Regions from separate parts of the Sus scrofa genome. Here region 2 is linked to region 1. Evidence: chromatin contacts called from public HiChIP or PLAC-seq data. All regions are on one chromosome and are shown on one strand. Each heading gives the region's core, a stretch centred on a gene start, on an enhancer-like site or on the middle of the called end of the contact. The rest is flanking DNA. Distances are from core to core; before and after follow the strand shown.

Region 1 (4,270 bases), core at 1,348-3,847:
TCCCGCTGTGGCACAACGGGACTGGTGGCATCTTGGGAGTACTGGGATGCACGTTTGATCCTTGGCCCAGCACAGTGGGTTAAGGATCCGTGTTGCCACAGCTGTGGCTTATGTTGCAACTAAAGCTTGGATCTGATCCCTGGCCTGGCCTAGCCCAGGAACTCCATATACCAAACAAACAAAAAAAACCCAAAAAACAAAACCAAACCCCAAACCAACATATAAACCTGTGTGATTTAATCAGGAAAATGTATATTGCCAATCCACTATCCAGAGAATGAATGTTCCCACAAATCGTAATTAGTAGCTATGACGTGCTGAGTTCTGAATAACTTTATCTTTAAATTTCCATTAAAATTGTTTCCTAGAGCACTGCTCCTCCATTCAATAAACCACCTATCCCATGAAACTTTGTCTTCAAACTCCCCTAAATTTCTGTTCCTATTGCAACTCTGGTATTAACTTATGTTGTGGTCACTGAAACTCTCTTCATCTTTAATATAAAGTGATTGGACTAGGTGGGCTCTCTAAAATTCATGAGTTTAATGTCTCATTTGCCATATATTGTATTATGTGCTACACCTTAGGAAGCATGCAGAGATGAACAAAATATTCTTTGCCTTCAAAGAATTTACAGATTAGAAACAAACACATATGGAATTATAACATAAAGCGATACTGTCAAATATCATTAATAGAAGTTAACAGATCTGGAGATCCGTGGCCAGTCCCTTGCCAACTGTAGTGACTGAGAAAGCCTTTTTGGATGAGGTGGTAATTCACCTGGGCCTTAAAGGATGGACAGATTTGGAGAGAGGGTGAGGCATTTCAGTTAGAAGGACTGGTGTGAACAAAGTTAGGAAAGTGCCAAGTCATGCTCAAGGGAAAGTAAGTATTGCCACGCGGTAGCTGGAGCAGATGAAATGTGTAGAGTGGAGAAAAAGGATGAGGCTGGAAAAGTAGGGTGGAAACATATTGTAAGGTCCAAATGCCAGACTAACAAGTCATGATTTTACACTGGAGTCAATGGGAAACCATGGAAAAGATGTGAGCCAAACGACCTGGGCAGTTCACTGTGGTTGCAATGTGGGAAGGACACACTAGAAAAGGAAGCTCAGAGGTAATGAATGAGAAGTCAGACTAATGCAACAGACCTAACAAAAGGGAGAAAATGAGGGCCTGAATTAAAATGGACAGAGACATTGCACAGGCAGACTTGAATGTTAACTAAGAGAAATTAACAGAGGGAGAACACATATGAAAAGGGAGGACTTTTAGAAGGTCAGAGCCAAGAAAACCCTCTGAAATCACCCAGTGTTGATCCAGTGCTTCATTCTCTTCCAGAAGAAAAGCTCTTTTACAATTTCTGGATCACAAACATTTCAAAAGTCTTTTAAGTTATCAGATGATCAAATACAAAGTGTTTAAAATCAAACACTACAGATGTACATAAAATGAAAATAGTTGCCAACCTACCATTCAAAGTTGCACTTGTATGTTAATAGTTTCAGATACTCTTAATGTTACACTGGCCTGTGTTCACAAGGGTGTAGGAGGGTTGTAACCGCCCCCACCCCCCCTTTTTGGCTGCACCTTCCGGCATTCAGAAGTTACCAGACCAGGAATCAAACCTGTGCCACAGGAGTAACTAGAGCCAATGCAGTGACAATGTGGAATCCCTAACCTGCTGAGCCACCAGGAAACTCCTGTAATCCTTTTCTAAAATTACACATAATGAGATCATAAAGGCTTCAATTTTCTTCTTTTTATTCAGCAACATATATTAGAGATCTTTCCATGTCCACATACTGGATCTGCCTCAGTTTTTCTAATAGCTTCATAGCATTACATAGTCACGTATCATCAATTTAAGAATCCCCTTTTATTGGATATTCAGGTTGTTCCTAGGTTTTTTTTTTTGTTTTGCTGTCACCTTCTATCATGAAAGTACATTTTGTGTGCGAGCATACCTCTACGTTAAATTTCTATAACAGGAATTACTGGATCAAAAGGTATGAGTTTAAAATATTGATGGATCCGGTCAAATTGCCAGGATAGTACCCCTTCTTAAGAGGAGGAGAAAAGTCAAGGACTTCGATATAGGATTGTGGAGTCCTCCCTGGCAAGCGACTGCCAGGGGCACACCTCAGAGCCTGGACTTGAACACTGTCTTTCGCTTTTCAGCCCAGAATCCTCCCCTCTCTGAAATTTCAGCTAAATTCAACCTTCTCTGAGACTGGGAAAAGCCTCCCCCGCTACCACGCCATCCCTGTCTCCATAACTGGGGGTGTCACTCTCCCCTTCTCAAGTAGAAGGATCCTCTCACCGATGGTTCTCGTTGAGCAGGGAGAAAAGCGGACCGAGGTGCAGTTCCGCAGCATGCTCACGGAGCTCGCTGAGTGGCACCGACTGCAGCACCGATTGCAGAGCGCGCAGCTCCTCCAGCGGCGCCTCCAGCCGCGACACCTCCCTCAGGAGCGCCAGCACCTGGGCCGCCATCTTGCCCCCTCCCGCCTATGTGCCGGCCCTCTTCCCGGCGCATTTTCCCGAACCTCGCGAGATCCGCCTGGCGCAGCCTCTGTTCCCTGAGTTTTGGCAGGACTGGGACCAGCCAGGGCGAGCCAATAGCATTTCAGAGTTGGCGGCCGCGCGCGCTCAGGGGCTGCTAAGCCTCGCGAGACCAGGACCCATTGGGGTCGCTGATGTTACGGGGTCGCGCGGGGTGTCATCTTGGCTACGGCTCTGTTAGTTCCACAGTCCGATGCTGCGGTCTGTTTGCTTCTTTCCCACCGAGAGGGAAGGCAGAGGAAGTGCCCCGCAAGCGGAGTAGGGAGAATGAGGACCAACCGAAGGTTAAACGGCCCTGCGGGCGTCCCCCGGCTCTAAAGCCAGGCTCTCAGCAGTGGTTAAAGTGGAGGCCGCTGCAGCTTGAGCAGCGTCTTAGGCCGAGCGGAGGGATGGGCGTACTGCTCCCGGGCCAAAGACGTTTTAAGAGGAGGCGGAGGGTCATGGCTCTGGAAGACGAAATGAAAATTCTCGATAACCTGGAGGAAGGCGTGAGTAAAGGCGGCGTGGGGCGCCCTTTGGGCGTCAGTCAGGCAACCACACGGATCCTGAAGCAAAACGAGAAGGCCATCAGGGCCAGCATATTTCGCCATCTACTCCAGGTGCTGTGCATTCCCCGTGTCGTAAACATTGAGAAGATGGAGACTTGCGTTAATCTTTTGGGTGTAGGATTAGACCAAAGGGGGCCGGTCTCTGACGCCGAAGGCCAGCTGCGGGGGCAACCCAGAGAAGTTTTCAGCGTACAAGGGATGGTTTGAGAAGTGGGGAAGTGGCTGTAGTCTGAGAAATTCGAAGTTGGTGGGGGAGGAAGAACCGTTAAATACCCAGTCGGCTCTCATGTATTCCAAGCAACTCCAGAAACTGAGGGGAGCCGGAGGCTTTGTGTCTCAGTAGGTCTTCAACGCCAAGGAGATGAGCCTGTTTTGAAAGTGCTTTCCTTCGTGTGTTTTTGGGGAAAGAAACAAAAATCCGGAAAGTTTAGAGGAAGCTAAGGATAGATTTTCCCTCATTTTTTGTGCCATCGATGCAGGTGAGAAAATGATAAAAATCGTTGCTGCTTTATGAAGATCCTAATCCTACTTGTCTTGTGGAAAAAAATAAACGCCTTCCTGTTTTCTGGCGGTCACTAACAGTATCTTTAACAGCTGTCATCATTTTGGATTGGTTTCCTAATTGTCTTACTCATCGAACCTGGAATTATTTAACAAAAAAAAATCTTTTTTAGGGCCACAGGTGCGCCATATGGAAGTTCCCAGGCTAGGGGTCACATCGGAGCTGCAGCTGCCAGCCTCCCCACAGCCATGTAGGATCCGAGCTGGGTCTGCGACCTACACCACATGGCAAGCCAGATCTTTAACCCACTGAACGAGGCCAGAGATTGAAGCCGCATTCTCATGGATACTAGCTGGGTTCATTTCTGCTGAGCCACAACAGGAACACCCCAGAAAAAAATCTTGAATTCAGTGTTGCTAACTTTGGACCGGTGTCCCAATTACCTAGACTCATATTCTTTGTTCATTCTAATGTTGATATTGTGTTTCTCCCTCTGGAAAGCACTAACTATCTTCAGCCCTTGGATCAGGGTATAGTTGAAGCTTTCAAGAGGTTCTGCACGGAGCGTGTATTTGACCACTTTGCTGACTCTATTGAAAAAAAAGCCTTGCTGATGCTTTGGTAGTAATAAAAGAGGTGAGGGATGATAAAA
Region 2 (4,652 bases), core at 1,435-3,934, 540 kb after region 1:
CAAAAAAAAAAAAAGAAAAAGAAAAACTAGTCCTGCCCTTGCTTTGGTCCTATTACACTATTACATTCCTAAGACTAACTGTCAGGAAAATCATAAAGGGACAGTTTGGGCATTTTTTTTTTTTTTAGATTCCATTGCTTCTCTCAGAAGCAGCCCCCTGGAGCTGTCATATCCAAGAGATCTCAATGAAAGCGAAGTTCCTTTGGGCTTTGCTGTCTCTCATTTTCAGTGAAGTACTGATGTCTGACAAGTTCCTCCTTTTGGGTATGCACTTTGGAGGTAGCTCTAGGATAGGGAAAATGATTTGGAATATCAGCCCAAGGTTGAACCTAGTTCACAGGTGTGGGTGATTTTTCCACTCTGAACCTCAGTTTCCTCGCTGTAAAATGTCAGCTAATGACATCCTCCTTGTGGAACTGTTAGAGGATTGCATTAGATAACGCTTATAAAGCTTTCAGGCATTTGACAAGCACTTGATAAATTCTATTTAATAAATTCTAGTAATGGATTTCCTACCAGATCTTTAAGGCTTACGTTTTGAAAAAGGGTGACAGGGAGGTCCCCTTGTGGCTCAGCAGTAACGAACCCGATTAGTGTCCACGAGGATGCGGGTTCAATCCCTGGCCCTGCTCAATGTGTTAAAGGATCTGGCAGTGCTGAGAGCTGTAGTGTAGGTCACAGATGCAGCTTGGATCCTGCACTGCTGTGGCTGTGGCATAGACCAGAGCTGCAGCTCTGATTAACTTCCACATACCACAGGTGCAGCCATAAAAAGCAAAATAAAGAAATAATTAAAGAAAAATGAAAAAAGGTGACATAGACCAAGCAAAATTGTGTTTGTATGTATGATTTTCAGAGGAGAGGGTGCATAGCTTTCATCAGATTCTTAAAAGATTTCTGTCTAAAAATTAGTGAAGTGTAGAACCAAGAAAAAGAACTTGGGAGTGAAAGTTGGTCTGTAACCATGAAAAACAACTAACATTAAGTACAAAGATCATGCTTATTCCAAAAGAACTACAGGTTGCAGATTTCCCACTGCAGTTTCACCAAACTTCTAACCTTGTTCCCATAGCCCTTTAGTCTCCCTCCAGGTCAGGGCACAGAGGAAAGGATCCTGCCACCTCCCTTTCTAGGAAATGACAACTATCAAAGAGGCAGACTGCACAATTTTTATATGGGCAAACTCAGACTTAAAGTAGGGCTCCATTCCTTAGAAATTTGTGACTTCAAAACATCCTCCCTGTTACATTCCCCTGCTTTGGGAAGATAACTCTCCAATGTACTTAGCAGAGACAAGTGAGGGATTAAGATTTTTTATAATTCCTTTGATGTTCCTGAAGGAACTAAAGACAAAGATTGCTGGTGAAGGGAAACTGGGAAAGACAGGATCAGTGGACAAGGCTGGAATTACAAAATAATCAGAATAGATGCGGCCAGCACAGTGTTCTTTGTGCGGTGCTGTAAAAGCCCACCCAGTCCTTTAAATTTCTTTCACTATATCATTCCATCTGAAATTCCATCCTTAGAAATAATTCCTTTGGACCTCTAAGCGCCTCTGGGAGGAACCGGTACCCAGAGGGGTTTACTGCCTCTCTTTATGAAACCCTCCCTCCTCCCCAAGGAGTTAGCCATAAAGGTTCAAGGTGATACCCCTCTCAAGGGTACTAGTTCCTTCACATGGGAACACACTGAGCCACTCACACGATTTCTGCCTTCAAGATCGGGAAGGCCCTGATAGGGTAGGGAACTTGTGCTTTGTGAGGAACAAAAGCCCTGAAGGCGAGGTTCCTAGGACAAAGGAAGTAAAGGGGGCAGAAAGTGAAGCTGCTAAGAGATATGGGAAGAATGCCAAACAGAGACTTTCTTCTTTTTTCTGCAAATATGTCAGGCACTTGTGGAGAAACCATACAGGTCTGTCTTGCGGCTAATAGGAAATTGGCCAGGGTGGGGAGCAGGAATTCTTTCCAGTTCAGGCGGAGGGAGGCTCACTCGGGGTGGGCGAAGGCGGGGTGGTGGAGCTGGCCTCCGAGGAAGAGGGAAGGGAAAAGCAGGCCCTGGGTGTGGCGTGCGCCTTTGGATCGCGGCTGCATCACTCGCTGGCCTCCAGTCTCTCTTGCATTTCCACATCCGCGTGCGTGCCACGAGATAATGAGCAGAAAGCGCTGGCACAGGGCCTGGCATCTGGCAGCCGCTGGATAACGCAAGCCCCTGCTCTGGCTATGAACATCGGAGACGCGCCCTCTGTTGGCGCTTCCACTCAGTGCCGAGCACCGGGTGTGCACTCTGCACCTTAACATTCCTAAACCTAACTCCCAGCCCGAGAAGCAGGGCTCGTCATCCTCAGCGCACAAGTGGGGAAACCGCGGCTTTGGGCAGCGGTCGCTTGTCTAAGAAACATTGGACACAGTCCTGGAACCTCTGGGCTGGGGCTAGTTTCCGAGGGGAGGGTTAAGGGGTGGGCGGGAGACCCCAAGGGCCTCGTCAGGGGCACGGGGCTCACCCTTGAAGGAGTCGGGGAGCCGCCGAGCTTGGGCGTCCGCTGCTGGCCGCTTGTCAGACATGCTGCCCGAACCAGAGTAGCTACTCTTGCGTCGCAGTCACCAGGTCCGGGGCTGGAGAAGGAGCTGAGAGGAATGCCCCGCGAAGACTCAGGATCTCGAGACCCAGGCAGCGGTCCCGCCCCCTCCCTGAGGCCGGGCCAATCGACGCCCAGGACCAAGGAGGACACGCCCCCACCCTCCACCGCCCTCCCCTCCGGTGCAGCCGCTTCTGGGGCGCTTCCCTCAAGTCCCCGGGCTGGGGGGCGTGGCCTGAGGGGCGAGGCGCCCCGAAAGAGGGGATCCGGACTCTGGCAGCACCGGAAGGGAGAGAAGGCACCGGAAGGGAGAGGCAGAAGCCGTGGAGCCGGGGGGGCGGCTGCTGAAGAGAGAGGGGAGGGGAAGTTGAGTGATGGCCTGAGAAAAGGCTACGAAAAAGAAAAAGGCGCCCTTCTGGGCAGAAGACTTAGAGGAAAATGGTGCCCTCATTGGGCGAGGTGGGGTCCGAATGAGGGGAGGAGGCCGAGGGGCACCCGTGTGCCAAAGTGAGGGGGACGAGGCCCGCCCTGACCTGAGAGGACCGATGGTGTGAGGGGAAGAAACCGTGCCACCACCCTCGAGCCTAAGGGAATGAATTCGAGTGAGGTGCGTTTATTCAAATACAATCCTTTCTGAGCTCCTGCCATCACCGAGCAGCGTGCTCATTGCTGGGTGTAGAGCGGGCCCGCCCCCGTGGCATTGACACAGGTAACCAGCAAGCAAACAAGCCAAATCGTCACGTGGGGAAGATCTCGAGGAAGGGCGCAGGGGACTCAGGATAGCCGAAGGCAGCTGCATTAGTTACGGGGACAAGGAAAGACCTCTGTAAGGCGGTGGCATTGACCTGTGACCTCAACGATGAAAAGGAGCCGGCCTTGGGAAGGGGGACAGGCGGGACACGGGAGGTCAGAAAGGGAATTCCAGGAGGAGGGAAAAGCACAGGCAAGGGTATCCCCGACCTCAAGCTTTGCGTTAGGTGGTGACTGAAACTTCACATTTGAAAACCAGGCTCTGTTGTATTCTCCATGACTTGTCCTAATGCAAACCGTCCAAAGCAGGGTGATGTGCACCAGCAGGTGCACTTGTAAAACCATTTTATTTTGAAATAAATACAGATTCACAGGAAGTTGCAAAGACAGTACGGAGAGGTTATGTGTACCCGCTACCCAGTTTCCCCCAATGGTTATGTCTTACTTAACTGTAATATCAAAGCCAGGAAGTTGAGAGTGGCACAAGTGTACACATAGTTCTATGCCATATTGTCTCATGCATAGATTCGTATAACCACCACTGCAGTCAAGATAACAGCACTGTTCCATCACCACCAAGATCTCCCTTTGGCTGTGTAATACCCAACCCTGTGGTGTTTACATAATTGAAATGGTAGGGTTTCTCTGTAGTTGTAGCTCTGCCTTGTGGTTGTCAGGGTAGAAAGTGGAGCACCCACAATTGTAACAGGTGTTAGGGAGTGGCTGATCGCCTTTGCTTTGGGGTGTAGACTCTAGCATGTGATACTAGCCTGGTGCAGAGCTCTCAAGTTTATTTCCAGCCACATGTGGGAAAAGAGCTGTTTATATTCCTGGAGGTGGAATACAGCTTGTGCAGTCACTTGGTTTATAAGCCTTCTGGAGAAGATAAGGAGGGGAGTACAGTAATTTAATGATCCTTTCTAAATCATCCTTGAGAAAGTCCATGGCTTCATTTTTTCCATTCTGCAGTGAATAAGCCCCAGAGGCCTGGATTTCCTGTTTATGCTGCGGTTTCCAGGAAAGAGGAGCAAATGCACAAGCAGCTAATTAAAACCTCTAGTAAAGGAGGGCTTGGAGTTCCCATTGTGGTGCAGTGGTTTATGGATCTGGTGTCACTGAAGCGGCTTGGGTGGCTGTGGCGGCATGGGTTCCAGGTTGATCCCTGGCCTAAGAACTTCCATAAGCCACGGGTCCAGAAAAAAAAAGGGCTTGATTAAAAATTGCATATTGTGGAAAAGTATTTAGCTTTCGATTTTGCTGGAAAGGAAAATATTTCAGAATGAATTTATTTTTTGTACTCCTACCTGCTACCTTTGTTCAATTCTCA

Evidence for each region. HiChIP or PLAC-seq counts read pairs in DNA pulled down with a chosen protein or histone mark.
Region 2: a contact with region 1 is called in an H3K27ac HiChIP or PLAC-seq map of alveolar macrophages. The contact joins the promoter of STOM here to the promoter of PSMD5 in region 1. A contact is called at or near these places in 1 of 47 Hi-C or Micro-C datasets (liver) and 1 of 2 datasets of contacts at active chromatin or transcription factors (alveolar macrophages).

The regions. Positions count from the first base shown.
Region 1 is chr1:260,866,170-260,870,439 of Sscrofa11.1, forward strand. It overlaps PSMD5 (26S proteasome non-ATPase regulatory subunit 5), which reads right to left and starts at 2,598. Exons shown (of 10, transcript XM_021068163.1): 1 at 2,327-2,598. The coding sequence starts at 2,499. It overlaps LOC102164650 (protein CutA homolog), which reads left to right and starts at 2,607. Exons shown (of 6, transcript XM_005660390.3): 1 at 2,607-3,167. The coding sequence starts at 2,703.
Region 2 is chr1:261,405,029-261,409,680 of Sscrofa11.1, forward strand. STOM (erythrocyte band 7 integral membrane protein) reads right to left here and starts at 2,685. Exons shown (of 7, transcript XM_021068281.1): 1 at 2,501-2,685. The coding sequence starts at 2,561. It also overlaps the pseudogene LOC110259667.